4 separate regions of the Zea mays genome follow, and all the other regions are linked to region 4. The links are chromatin contacts, called in public Hi-C maps. All regions are on one chromosome and are shown on one strand. The core of a region is the stretch at or near the end of the contact, and the rest is flanking DNA. Distances in the headings are between cores, read along the strand shown. Region 1 has its middle 62 kb from the start of LOC100382454. Region 2 holds the start of LOC103651420 (GDSL esterase/lipase At1g28600). Region 3 holds the start of LOC100282715. Region 4 holds the start of LOC100282843.

Region 1 (3,630 bases), core at 644-3,143, 210 kb before region 4:
AGTGGATGCGGTATGCTAGTGCTAGTGCTAGTGCTAGCTACCTGTGGTGTTTGTTCCGATTTCCACGGAGAGGGAGTGGCCGCGTGTGGTTCGGGCTTTATAGCGCGCCGCCGGGCGCCGGCAGTGTGGCGGCACGCGGCGCGGCGCAGCGGGGAGCGTGCTTCGGCGACGCCGTTGCGTGCATGGCGCCCCGGGGCACGGGCTCCGCGGCTCCGGGCGGGCACAGTCAGCAACCGGCAGCCGCTTCCCCGGCCACGAGGCGCCGCTGACGAGTGGGCGCGGGACCTCATGGCAGTGGCCGTGGCGGCCCCGCGCTCGTGTGCGCCGCGACGTGGAGGCAAATGGAATCGCGCGCAGACCTCGCGCCTGCGCGCTACGGTGGCCGGGTCGGACCACTGCGACGCCGATCCAGCAGAAAAAAGGCAGCGTAGGTGGTGGCGGCCCAGAGCGGCGGTCTCTTTCCGCGGCATCTAGCCGAGGATGATATCTCGGGTGATTTTTGTTAGAGATTTATTCGACAGCAAAGTGGGATTCGCGGACAGTTGAAGCCTGCAATTGTCTGGACCAGGCAAGGCATCACACCACACACACATGCGCCAGAGCGCTGGAGGTGGCATGGTTTAGCAAAGGCAAACGGAGAGCTGCTAAAACCTGCTGTGTGCACTCGTTTTTTTAACTGTCTACAACATCACCTGCTCTGTCCTCCCGGCCGCCGCTGCCATAGATTTCTTCATCCTCTCCGACGTTTTCTTGCTGATCTCGGAAGTCGGAATCGTTAAGCCTTGAGGATCTTTTAGCAGGTAGGATGAGAGAAGAGAATTAGGGAGTCGGACCAGACACGAACAGCACAACACAGTAGGGGAGAGGGGAATGAAGGTAAGCGAGGACAGGATCCAAATGCAGCGTAGGTGTGTTTGGTTGAAGAGCGGAAGAGAATGAAGCAGCTTCATTCCTGTTTTCTTTTTGGATATTTTGTTTTCAACGAAAGAGCAGTAGAGTGGCTTCTAGAGTTTATGTAAGACAAATACTTTGAATGGTCCTGTTCCACCGAAACGACCGGACACGAGCGCTCTCCTCTCCTCCCTAGTCATTATGTTTCTCCAACCAAACAATGAATGAAGCGACTCCACTCTATTCTATTCTTCAACCAAACAAAAAAAAATGTATCAGTTCCGTTCTACTCGCCAAACACAGAATGAAAATAGCCCCATTCTCAAAAAATGTAATGGAGGCGCTCGGTTGTTTAGATGGGTGTGAATATGAGTTTAGATCAGACAACTATGATTCAAATCAGAGATAGATGCTGCTGCGGCATCTACTAGTCTACTCCCGCGTATACATATGCGTGGGCCGTTTTCTCTTCGTAATGGGCCGGGCACCGTGCCACGGACGGTCGTGATTCCGCGAGCGCTCGGTTGGGCTGTTACTCGTTACTCGTTAGTCCTGTCCGTCGCTACTCGGTTGGGTTGTGCTGGTCCCCATGAACCCACCTCAGTACCTCAGTCCGAACCCATCCTGTCATGTGGCAGTCCTGCAGTGCTGCAAACTGGAACCACCTACCCACCGTACGCCCCCCTCGACGTTTTCGGTTTATTGGAATTTCATAGGGATCAGTTCATTTTTACAAGAAAAGCACAGAAAATAGAAAATTTTCCCGCATTTCAAAGAAGTCCTCGTTATTTCGTGCGTATTCGCTGGTGCTCTAGCGCCCCACTCGATCCTACCGTACCATGCATCCGCTGTGCAATAGCTCTAGTCTGCCGCGCATCGTGAGGCGGGGCCAAGCACAAGTAGAGCAGCGCCGCCGCACCCGTACTGCACGGCTGAGCCCTGGCACTGGCACGGCGGAGCGGTCACGCCGATGGCTCACAGAGTCAGACCGCGCAGCGGCCACGCCTACCCGTGGTTCCGGCCAGTTCTTCCACCGCGCCCATGTGCGAGCGGCTGAGGGAGCTGACGGCCCAGACGCGTGACTCGTGATCGAAAGGCTGCCTCCATCAGTCCATCCGGCCCGCCGTGGAACTGGAATCTACGATACGCGCCGGTAACTCGTGAGCTTTGGCGTCTTCGTCTTGTTGGCCGCTCTCAGGCGCCTCAAGTCGCCTCCTGCTGGCGTCGTACGTCGCAGGCTGATGATTGTCATTTGGCATTTGCCAAAGCCCAGCCCTGATGACTCGAGGACATGCAAACGTAGTTTGGGCGACTATTTGAAAGGATCGGGCTCAGGTCCATACCCATTATCCATATAGTGAGTGATATACGTGCTGGAAGCCTGAAACCGGAGCCCGCCTCCGTTTAAATTCAGCCCATGGCCGCTGTCGTTCAACGGAGAGGCTGCTTGCCTTGCCTTGCTGCTACGACGAGGACACTACAGATACCTTGATTTTCTTTTTCTTCTTTTTGTCAACTTCCTGTATCCAGTTCACATAGACATGCCACGGCAAAAATCATCTGCTCCTGTGTCCTGCCCTCGGTCAGCTGGAATAAATAAACCGTAATCCAATCTACACAAAAACGAAAAAGGCTCACGACAATTTTGGAAGACACAGGGGGGTATCAACAGCCTGCCTACGGGGTCCAAGTCCGACCTAGACTGCTCTATGACACGTCTGGAATGCTACACTGTTTACGGACAGGATTGCTGAAACCTTGGCCAGTGTCCCAGTGACACATCTCTCTCTCTCTCTCTCTCATGTACATGAACATACTCCCTCCAGTGCAGTAAAGGTAGTCGTTTATGACATGATTGTGCATACCAAGGAGTGATTAATTATCATAGAGTTTTCCCTGTTTGCCCCTATTAAATAGGGATATGGGTGCATTAACGTCACTAAAACAATTAGGCTTGATTGGTTGTTGCAGCAGCTCCAAGGCATTCTAGACTGGAGGTCTTCAAGTTCGATTCCTCTTAAATGCATCTTTTTTTGTGCAATTACTAGGGGCAACAACGTCCAAATCCCAGACCCACGCGCGCTATGACTTCTTTTTGTGCACGTTCGGTCACGCGCAGGATGACTTCTTTTACTGCACCGGAGGGAGTACATCAATAACAGCATACAGTTTGGAATGTTTAACTCCTTTACTATGAGAGAAAAAAAAGCAACGAGTCTTGTACGGATTCTCTCCTCTTATCATTGGCAATGAGTTGCGGTTGCAGCACAGAGAAGATTCCTCCTGCTGTCTTGTTGGTAGTACGCGATACTAGGGGCCAAGGCTGGATCAGAGATAGAGATACCACCAGAAGCAGCAGTGATGCCGCAGGAATCCCGGGGCTCTGTGTGTTTGCCGAATTATTGGATCCATCCCACTGCTGTTGGAGCTGGCTAGCTCTAGCTAGACTGCCGTATTATTGGCCTCATCTACCGATCAATATTCAAACTAGCATGCCAGCTTGAATGTTCCTAAAGGTTTGGTTTGGTTTGGTCAAACCTTTGGTAACGTACAGATACTCCTCCGGTCCTCCCTGTACTTGGAGATAAATCGCATGAGAAAACCCCGCTTTTTTTTTTTTTGCAGGCGACACCTCCCCCGCTTTTCCAGCAGCAGCAGCAGCAGCAGCAGCTTATCATGGGCCTGGAAGCTAAACAAACATCCGGGGGACTTTCCTGGGAACTCGATCGGCATAAAGCT
Region 2 (3,184 bases), core at 218-2,717, 190 kb after region 4:
AAAAACTGATGCAGAAGAATGTTGGGCCACGGCTTCTGATGATATAGACTGAACTTTCAGTTCTGGTTTTGACAATGACTGTATAGACTGTCCGGTTAGCATTGGACCGATACCATCCACAAGCGTCAATTTATTGCTGTTACCATCAATGATGAATCATTTTGCCTATATCACCATTCACTCGATTATTTCTTCTCTTTAGATTTGGAAGGATAACTTTGGAATTCAAACATTCCCTATCAACACCTTTGCATCGCACGCGCACCTTTCTCGTTCCATCGCCAAACACCTGCACACCACACCATATACATCGAACTTTTTTTTTGTTCATTTGCTATATGCTACTTTCCCCACCCGCCACTAGAATTTCCTCTCTCTCCCCCGATAGCAGTGGAATTCCAAAGATCAGGTCGAAGGCAGAGGATGGAGTCCAGGAGGTAAAAGGGAGCAACCATACCGGAGCGGCCGCTGCGGCAGAGGAGCTCAAGCAGATCGTGAAACCACTTCATCTCCATGCCTAGGTGCACACGTCCGTCGCCGATGTCGAAACCCCTGGAGCGGAAGAAGTCCGGGCCGAGCGCCGTGGCGCCGCCAACTGCGAAGTTAGCGCCGGACGCGAAGTCCTCCGCGCGGCGACCGCTCAGATACGGCCGCACGAACGGGAGCCCCATCGTGTCCGCTGCAGTCGCGCGACAAATCTCGAATCAGTATTACCGGTACCACGCAGGATAATTTGATCGAACGGTCGACTGACAGATAGGCGTTTGTAGTTTACCGATGAAGTCGAGGATGAGGCGGCCGTTGGAGAATCGCCCCGTGGCGCGGCGAAAGAAGGTCTCGCCGTAGGGTTGCCGGAGTGCGGGCTCGCCGGAGCTGTTGCCGTAGTAGAATCTGAAGTTGCCGGTATCGGCCAGCGAGTCCCCGAAGCTGAACACGCGCGGGTAACACGCCAACGCCGGTTCCGCCCCAATTAGTACCATTACCGCCACAGCCGCCGCCGCGGCCGGTAGTAGGATCAGCTGTCTTCCTCCTCTGCCGGGGGCAGAGGACGCCATGGACTCTTTCCCAGGGTATCAAGTCGGCACGCGCTGCTCGAGGCGGCCGTAGAAGAAACTGAGGTGCCGTTTGGTTCAAATATTTGTAACGTAATGGGTAAGTCATTACGTTAAATCATGTTTGTTTTAGTCCAACCGTAATCAGATACCGTACTAAAATTTGATACCGGACTATTCAAACTTGTTACCGCCCGTAATCAAGTGTAAACCATTACCATTACCCTTTATGTTACATTTCGTGAACCAAACAGCACCTGAATTCAACGAGTCTGATTTGGGGCAGGCTAGATGGTTGACTGTCCTGCTTTTATAAACGTTGTGACTCGTGAGTGCAAACAAAAGGATGGACACGTGGCCATTAACTATAGTAACGGCCTTGTAGGCCTACATTGTTGTGTGGCCCGCTAGACAGTGGGGGTGGAGCTGTCTGTCTCTCGTTTCTCGTGCCGTGCATGCTGTGCTCATTTGCCTTTTTTTTTTTTTGCACACAAGACCTTACGTTATACTATAGCAGGAGAAGCTCACGCGGACTCTCACTCTCTCAGGCTTCAGCTTTGACTTTGGATACTTAGCGTTAGTTTGGAAACTCAAATCCCCTTTGGGATTAAAAGATATTAGAGAGGAAATTAGTTCATTTCCACCTCAATTCCTTCCAATTCCGAAGGGGATTTGAGGTTACCAAAGTAGCCCTTATGGTTGACCACTTGACCTCCAATGCTTCAATTTCTCCTACACATAGAGCATCTACAAAAAACGCTAAAAATATCCCCAAAACCTTTTATTGGGGGCTCTTGGAATAAAATTTCCAAAAAATGTAATCCCACACCAGAATGTTAATAAATTGTCCCTAAAAAATTTTGAAACTGAAACTAACATCAGAGCATGCTTCATGCGTAGTAATCACAGATTGATTGTTGATCTGTTGTGGATTTCTTGCTGACCGGCGATAGCTGCTGAACGTCGTGTGGAATGATCCAATGGCTGCTACCTTGCTTGCCTTGTTCCTTGTGCGGTGTAAGAATTAGGTCCACAGGCGTGTCAGCCGCTTCAAGATAGTCACTGTATAAAGAAGCAAGGAAGGTTGTGTTGACACCATGGTTGAGTTGTCACTGTATTAATAGTCATTGTATAAAGTAGTCATTGTATTAGGTCCACAATGATTGAGGCCTTTCATGGTTGAGTTGTATTAATCCTCCTGTAAAAATGTGTCACTGCTTAGCTCTGTTCTATGGAGCAAGAAACAGAGAAACAAAGAGGAACATCACCAACCTTGGGTGAAGCTGAATGGATTGAATACAGGTAAATATGAGCACATGTCGTTGTCAGTTTGGTTGTGGAATGTTCTTAGTATTTCTTCGTAAGGGTACCCCGTACTTAGGAAGAGTTGCAATCTGCTGAGAAGAACCTGGGTGAGAGTAAAAAAATGTGTTAGTGATGATCAATATTCATTAGAATGCTACGTTATCACACAGATAAGCCTTTTCTGATTTTCCTTGATAGTGTAGTAGTATCTTGGGAAAGACTGAAGTTTTTCTTTATATGTTCAACTTTATACAAAATGTTGCTGACATGCATGGCGGATCATGTTTTTCCTTTGCAATAAGATCTTGCTAAATACTTTTAACTAATTCGGTCCGGAGTATGAAATATGCTAACCCGAGCTCCTGAAAGTTTGTCATCCCAGGTAAACACTCCATAGTTTGGACTTCCAAACCAGTAGGCTCCAGCTTGCTTTGCCATTCCTTGGCCTATGGAGACTGTGAAATTGTAGTAATGGTCATTGAACGGGGCTTTTGTAGAATTGTAGTAACTCATCCCAGTAGGTGGTGGAATTGTAGAAAATTGCCAAATTTGTACGGGGCTTTTGCACCTTTGAAGAGCTTGCTAGAGTATGCTTTGCTGTCCTTGAACACTACGGAAGTTGCGGTCAGGGCGGCATGCTAGATCTGGACAAGAGTGACATTCAGTGACCGGCGTTTTATAAACGATATCATCTGGAGAACCGCCTAGGATCGATTCCTAAGTCACTAGAATACCAATCCGTAACTGAAAGTAAAAACTCGATGACGAGTAGATCTGTTCTACTAAGAGGAACTGAGAAACACACCTTCGTTGTTGTTGTTGTTGTT
Region 3 (3,333 bases), core at 105-2,604, 250 kb after region 4:
AAAACTAATGCTCACGCTGATTGTAGAAGAAATTTTCGCAACAACACTCGGAGTGATGGCGCGAATTTCCTCGAAGGGAACTCCAGAAAGAAGAGGTCCGTTGTAGTCATTGCCCCCGATTTCTCCAACTAAGAAGAGAGATTGGTTCATCATATCCGAGCAACCTGTGCAACAGACATGATCCTGAATCAGCATATAGAGATTACATCAAACAAAAGAAGGTGATGGAGTTACTGCAGTCCATGTTCCGATAAAACTAATACATTCCCTAGCAGTTGGAGCCGAGGATAAAAACAGGACAGGGAAGGGAAGCCCATACCGATCAACACCGTTTATCGTATTTACCGATCGTTTAGCGTACTTTCAGTAAAATATGAAAATATGGTAAAAAAAAATAGGATAATCAGAAGAAGGGTTTTCCAGACCGTATCCTCTGTTCCTGTTTCTATATAGGAGAAAGTTCCTGTTTCTTACCCAGGAAAGTTCCCATTTTTCAGGCTGAAGCCCCAAACCCCTAGATTATTAAAATTTGATATTTATCATCTCAGTCAATGCATCAACCTTACCGGAGTCCTGGGCGTCAAATGGGGAAGCATGGAACAGGAGGAGACGAGGAGGTGAAACAGCTGGAGACATACATACCGGCGAGGTTGCCGGGGCAGAGTAGGTCGAGCAGGCCGCGGAACCACTTCATCTCCATGTCGAGGTCCACTCGGTTTCCCATGTTGTGGAACCCCCTTGCACGGAAGAAGTCCGGGCTGAGCGCCGTGGCGCCGCCCACGGCGAAGTTGGCCCCGCCCGCGAAGTCCTCCGCGCTCCGTCCGCTCAGATACGGTCGCACGAACGGGAGGCCGAGCGTGTCCGCTGCGACCACGTGAATCCCAAATCTCAAAGTCAGTACTACGTACCACGCAGTCTAATTCATCAATACGTCCGTAGTGTGGGTAGCTTACCGATGAAGTCGACCACGAGGCGCCCGTTGGAGGCGCGCCCGGTGGCGCGGTGGAAGAAGGTCTCGCCGTAGGGTGGCCGGAGCTTGGCTGAGTCGTTGCCATAGACGAACGGGTAGTTGCCCGTGTCCGCCAGAGAGTCCCCGAAGTTGAACACGCGCGGATAGCAACCCGCCGCTGGCGCCACTGCACCCAACAGTAGCACCACAACCGCCGCCGCAGCCGCCGGCAAGAGGAGCCCTCGTCCTCCTCTCGCGGAGGCTGAGGAATGCATGGCGAATGAGCCCGGGGAGACGGGCACGCCGTCGAAGAGGCCGAACAAGTCTGATCGGGGACGAGGCCTCAGCGTCACCAAACTACCAAGTACCAAACCAATATAATAAATGCGGCAGCCAATCGGCGTCTGACTTTTGGCGATTGATAAGGCGGGGCCCAATCGAAACGGTCTGTCCAATCTAACTCAACTCCAACGAAAGTGGTTGCTGGATCTGTCCAAGGGCAACATCAATTTCTTCGAATATAGTACTCCTCCGTTTCTCTTAATTTGTTATTTAGTAGTTCAAATTTGTACTAACGAACGATATATATTAAGGAATGGAGGGAGTAATTAGCTTGCTGTGACTTTTGCTGTGACTTTCGAGACAAGCAAGCCTGGATATACTCGATCGACCACGACGCGCCTTTGCTAGCTGCTTTGCATTCGTACGTAGTATACAGTACTCCAGTAGTGGCGTGTGGTCCTCCATCCATCGGGTCCCATGCCGACTTTATATGCATATAGTAGATCATTGGCCACGTGTTGCACGGCTTGATGTGACAACCGCTTCTGTAGTTAGTGTCAAAACTATACATAAATAAATAATATAAATAGCACAAAGTTCTCTTTTATGATGGTATAAAGTATAATAATAATAATAGTAATAAATTTGGATTGCAAATAACTCATAACACGATAATTTGAAGTTGTTCCAAAGTCCTATTTGAAAGCAATCTAGTTTTTAAGAATTCAATTTCTATATGTCTCTATTTTTTGGAAACTGGTTTATGAAAAAAAAATGGGTTATAATGTTTGGAACCACTTTATTTTTCATAAATTGGGTTTAGCTAGGGAAAAGTAGCTTCTTGGTTTTTAAGAAACTGAGAATCCAGATTCTATAAACTGGGACACAAACTGATATATTTGGAACCAAGTCAGTTTTTATAAACCTGTTTCTTAAAAACTGAGTGCTTTCAAATAGGCAAAAACTTGACGATTATATGCAGACCACATATATTACATAACATAACAATAGTTTATAACCACTAACATTATATGCGGTAGTTAGGTTGATGACCCAAAAGCAAATACAATAAGCACAACAAAGTTCATATGTCTAAAAAAGAGCAAAAGTATATAGTTTTAAGTAGTGATCGTCCTTAGGGGAGGCTGAGGAAGGCACGGTGAATGATCTCCGGGACCTCCAAGAGGCTGGCCTCTCAGCGTCATCAAACCAATAAAAAAATGCGGCAGACATGCATGCATCAGCGTCTGACTTGGCGATGGATAAGGCGGATCCAACCTTGCCTAAGGCCTTGTTCGTTTACATCGGATTGTACCCGGAATCGTTCCGGCTAATCAAAGTTTATATAAATTAGAGAAGCAATCCGGCTCGGAATCGTTCCGACCCACCAATCCGACACAAACGAACAAGGCCTAACACGGTCTCTGTCCAATCACGAGTGATTGGATCTGTTGCTACATCAATTTCTTCTAAAATAATTTACAGGGTCTCTAGCTTTGTCCTCAACCTTTATTCCAACTAGTTAAACCTTTATTTCAACTAGTTAGATGCTATATATATATATATATATATATATATATATATATATATATATATATATATATATATATATATATATACTTCACCTACTAATGGAAGCCCCAGCCAGGACGCGGTCTATCCAGCACCCGCGTGCTTGCGTCAGCCATGTAATTGACAGCCAAGAATCCAGGACGATAAGCGTAAGGCAATATACGAATATATATATATATATATATATATATATATATATATATATATATATATATATATATATATATATATATATATATATATATATATGATAAAGATGTTTAAACCATGCATAAAGGAATCTTTTGACGCCCGAATCACGTGGAACGAATATGACACTGTGGACAGCGTTTACGACTGCATAATGACATGTACTTGACAGCATAAATCATGCAGTATGTGGTTCTGCTTCTGGCTCGGACGGATTCCAGCGTAAACCGTGAGCTAAAACAGCGTAAATGAGTACGAAATTTAGCGTAAATCCTATATCTGTTTTGTAACAGCAAACGGAGCCCAAAATTACGACGTGAAAATCGCGTGCAGTCGATCGT
Region 4 (3,450 bases), core at 640-3,139:
AATCCATTCCGGACCTAGCTATGTTCGGGCCGAGCCGCCACAGCTCGTCTACTTGGACATCTATAGTTTAATTATACGGTAGTGGTGATGGACGACGTAATGGGCATGGGCGTCGGCGTGGATGGACCTACCATTATGATGTTATGTCAGTCTAAACGTCATCTAAAATACAAGTAGAACCATACAACTCATCGTGGAAGTTTTCAAATATGACATGTCTAATATCAATATGATATAAAATATTTTATGTTGTGCAAAAAGACGTACCATAAATCTATCTTCAGTAGAGTATGGAAAATAGGGAACGTGTTGAAAAGAGAAGTTTAAAATAGGAGATAAGATAAGAGATATGTCGAAGATAGTCTAACATATCCTTATAAACAATCGTCTTGGATGTTATACAATGTTTGTTTAAGTCTAACCGTAATTTGATACTAGATGGAAACTAAAATCGGACTATTTAAACTTATTACTGCTTTCACTCGAGTGTTAGTATTATCATTTATGTTACAATTCGTGAACCAAATAATGCCTTAGCTATAGCATGAACCCTGTATATCACGCCTAGAGAAGGCAGCGACGAGCACGTTTGACCGTTTTTTTTTTTTGCTTTTTTGAACCTTTTCCGAAAGATTTTCTCCTGATTTGTTAATCCATCACGTTTTACGTATCCTATGTGATTATAATCATCATATATACCAGTATTAACTTGTAGGTAGCCAAGCTAAGCTAGCATTTGCGGCGGACGATCGAGACACACGACACATGTAATACAGCTACCTAGCTCTCCCAAGGTTTAGTTGCATGCAAGATGCCACGTTCTTCATCTGGTCGGCACGTGTTGGACGGCTGGCTCATGAGACGCGAGCCCGACAATATAAAGCCACGTTCATTATCGCAGACCTCCTTTTGGATGAGGCCGACCGGCCGTTTCTAGGAAAGCAGTCGCCGTCCATCTCTTGCCATGTAGACGTCAGCTTAATTTATAGATTTTAGTGTCATTTATATTGACGACGAGATATCTATTTTCTAAATTCAAACTAAAAAAGACGCAATTGTAAAAATCTTTCAAAAAAGGGTCAAAAAGCCAAAAAAAAAAGACGGGCACGTTTGATGGATTGGATGTGCTTGCTACACGGCGATCACGATGCTTGATACGTACTTTCCATTGATACAACAGTGGCTAAGTTAAAGAAAAAATTCTTTAACTTATAAATATTTTAAGCCAAACTTTATAAAAAGTAGGAGAGGAACATCCCTGACCAAATATGAGTTTGTTTGATAAAGCTCTGGCTTTGACTTTTTTTCTAAAAAATAGCTTTATTTAAGTTAAAGCTATTTCGTAAATCGTTTGTTAGAAACGGCTTAGCTTAAGGTCAAAGTCATGTCTATGTATTAAAGTGTTAAAGCCAGAGCCAGATCATAAAGCTATTATTTATAACTTATTCTCGACAGTAAAAACGGCTGACTTTTAGGTATTTCCCGTAATAAACCGTTTTTAAAGAAAATGTTTAGTAGGACCTCAACTTTTTAAAAGAGAAGTTAGAGCCAAAGTTCTGCCAAACGCTCACTCGGCGGCAGGGCAGTCACGCAGTGACAACGGTCAAAACGAGACGGAGGCAGCCGCGCAGGTGTCCGTTGGCGTAGAGACGACTGTTCGCGCGCAGGCCGAAAATCGGGGCCCAATGGGCCCAGATACCTCGCGTGGGCGGAAAGCTAGCGACGCCCACCGATCCGCACCTTCCGCTGCGGGCACCAGATCCCTGCGTCCATCCAAAGCTACACCTACACGGCCACACGGGCCACACCGGCACCGCTCCCCCACCAGAAAGCAATAGAGAAGCGCCATTTCCCCCATATAAAAGCCCCCGCGTCGGCCCCTTCAGCTCCAGACGCCCTCTACTAATCCAGCCCATTTCGAACTCTCTCTAGACGCTTCCTCGGTCTCTCTGTTCACCGCCGCCCCGTACCATACTCCTCTTCGCGCCGTAGAAATGGTGAGCACGAACTGCCGCGATAGATCGATTATTCCAGGGTGGTTGTCGCTCGGTGATCCTGACGTAGATCCTGCGGTTTGCCTTGGTCGGATCGTCTGATCGTTCGGTGATTGTGTGGTTTTTTTTATGTCGCAGGCGCTGCCGAATCAGCAGGGCGTGGATTACCCCAGCTTCAAGCTCGTCATCGTTGGCGACGGTGGAACTGGTGATTCTCTCTGGCCTTCCATATGCCTCGAATGTTGTTGTTATTATTATTATTATTCGTATCCGGATGTTGGGAGATACAGTTTCTGGTGCCCGCGCCACGTTTATTGCCGTGATTTCTTAGAGATCTGGCGGACTGGGTACTGATCCGTGGTTGAGGCAGCAGATATTTTGCCCGGTGGGATTGTGGGAAGGCATATGGATATGGGATTGGTAGGGGGGCGTGGTTGGTTTGTGGGCACTGGATTCTACACGGAGGGCCGTTAGCTATTCGTGTGCTGATTTGGGGGTTTTTAGCCATCTTTGAAACGCAGTAATAGGAAAACATAGGAATAAAATGCTCTAACATCTTGAATCCTATGGATTGAGAAAGCACATAAAACTGCAAGAGCAAGTTTAAACGTATTAGACGGATCACAGGAAAAACAGAGGAATTCGATGAGAGACTGACACGAAGGAAGCTTTCCATGAGGTTCAACCTCTGTAGTAAAAATTGTTCCAAAATTCCTATGAAACAAGCCATTAAATAGGATTTGCAAAAAACCCACTCCTTTGTTCCAAAGGGGTTATTCCTATAGGATTTGTATCCTCTTGTGTTTTGGATAATACATGGGATGCATCCGGTTTCTTGCGGATTAATTTTGTTACTGGCAATTTTTGTCTTCTTGTTCTGACCAGCCTTAAAGGCTGTATCATCTTCTGCTGATAGTACCCTTGCAACAAGGATCTACTCAACAGTACCGTAAGCTGTTTGGTGACTGGTGAGAATATGGTTAAGGAGACTTGAAAGGATGGAAGATATCTAAAGATTTAGTCTTGAATATGAGTGCATGGATAACAGCTATCCATCTGCGGAACCTTAAATTGCGGTTTTGGTTGAGTTTTAACTCTGGCCTATCCCAACTTGCTTGGGACTAAAAAGGCTTTATTGTTGTACTGTTTAGTCTCTGATGAAAGGTTGAGGAGTTACTCAAAAAACTCGGCCGGGGAGGGAAAGACCGCCCTCCCGGTATTATATTAAGAAGAGACCGAAACATTGGTCCCGGCCGAGAAAATTCCCGAACCCTGGCCCCCCATCACTAACGGGTCGACGTCAACTGTCCACTCTACAACGGCCCAACCGGAGGGTGGCGCACAGGACATCGTAACCCGAGAGCGGATGGGGCACAACGAGGGGATTTTTTTAACCAAGCCTGAAAATTCGCTCCCGAGGGGAATCGAACCCAGGACTTGGAGGTGCTACTCGGAA

What was found. A called contact is a pair of places that touch in the nucleus more often than the background predicts.
Region 1: a Hi-C map of leaf shows a contact between it and region 4, with 4 times the contacts expected there. The contact joins the enhancer-like site here to the promoter of LOC100282843 in region 4. A contact is called at or near these places in 5 of 25 Hi-C or Micro-C datasets (bundle sheath, ear, endosperm and 2 more).
Region 2: a Hi-C map of tassel shows a contact between it and region 4, with 4 times the contacts expected there. The contact joins the promoter of LOC103651420 here to the promoter of LOC100282843 in region 4. A contact is called at or near these places in 3 of 25 Hi-C or Micro-C datasets (bundle sheath, ear and tassel).
Region 3: a Hi-C map of tassel shows a contact between it and region 4, with 2.1 times the contacts expected there. The contact joins the promoter of LOC100282715 here to the promoter of LOC100282843 in region 4. A contact is called at or near these places in 2 of 25 Hi-C or Micro-C datasets (endosperm and tassel).

The regions. Positions count from the first base shown.
Region 1 is chr3:220,052,879-220,056,508 of Zm-B73-REFERENCE-NAM-5.0, reverse strand. No RefSeq gene overlaps it. Among protein-coding and RNA genes, the nearest start is that of LOC100382454, 62 kb to the right of the region's middle. Within about 2 kb of position 1,893, at least 19 of the 20 cell types and tissues checked have an H3K27ac peak or open chromatin away from gene starts, as enhancers often do. A contact at or near this core is called in bundle sheath, ear, endosperm and 2 more, where this site is marked.
Region 2 is chr3:219,649,426-219,652,609 of Zm-B73-REFERENCE-NAM-5.0, reverse strand. It overlaps LOC103651420 (GDSL esterase/lipase At1g28600), which reads right to left and starts at 1,467. Exons shown (of 7, transcript XM_020550527.3): 1 at 1,310-1,467; 2 at 776-1,113; 3 at 458-679. The coding sequence starts at 1,055.
Region 3 is chr3:219,590,112-219,593,444 of Zm-B73-REFERENCE-NAM-5.0, reverse strand. It overlaps LOC100282715, which reads right to left and starts at 1,354. Exons shown (of 5, transcript NM_001412184.1): 1 at 954-1,354; 2 at 643-864; 3 at 16-164. The coding sequence starts at 1,224.
Region 4 is chr3:219,843,427-219,846,876 of Zm-B73-REFERENCE-NAM-5.0, reverse strand. It overlaps LOC100282843, which reads left to right and starts at 1,889. Exons shown (of 8, transcript NM_001155749.2): 1 at 1,889-1,997; 2 at 2,133-2,202. The coding sequence starts at 1,995.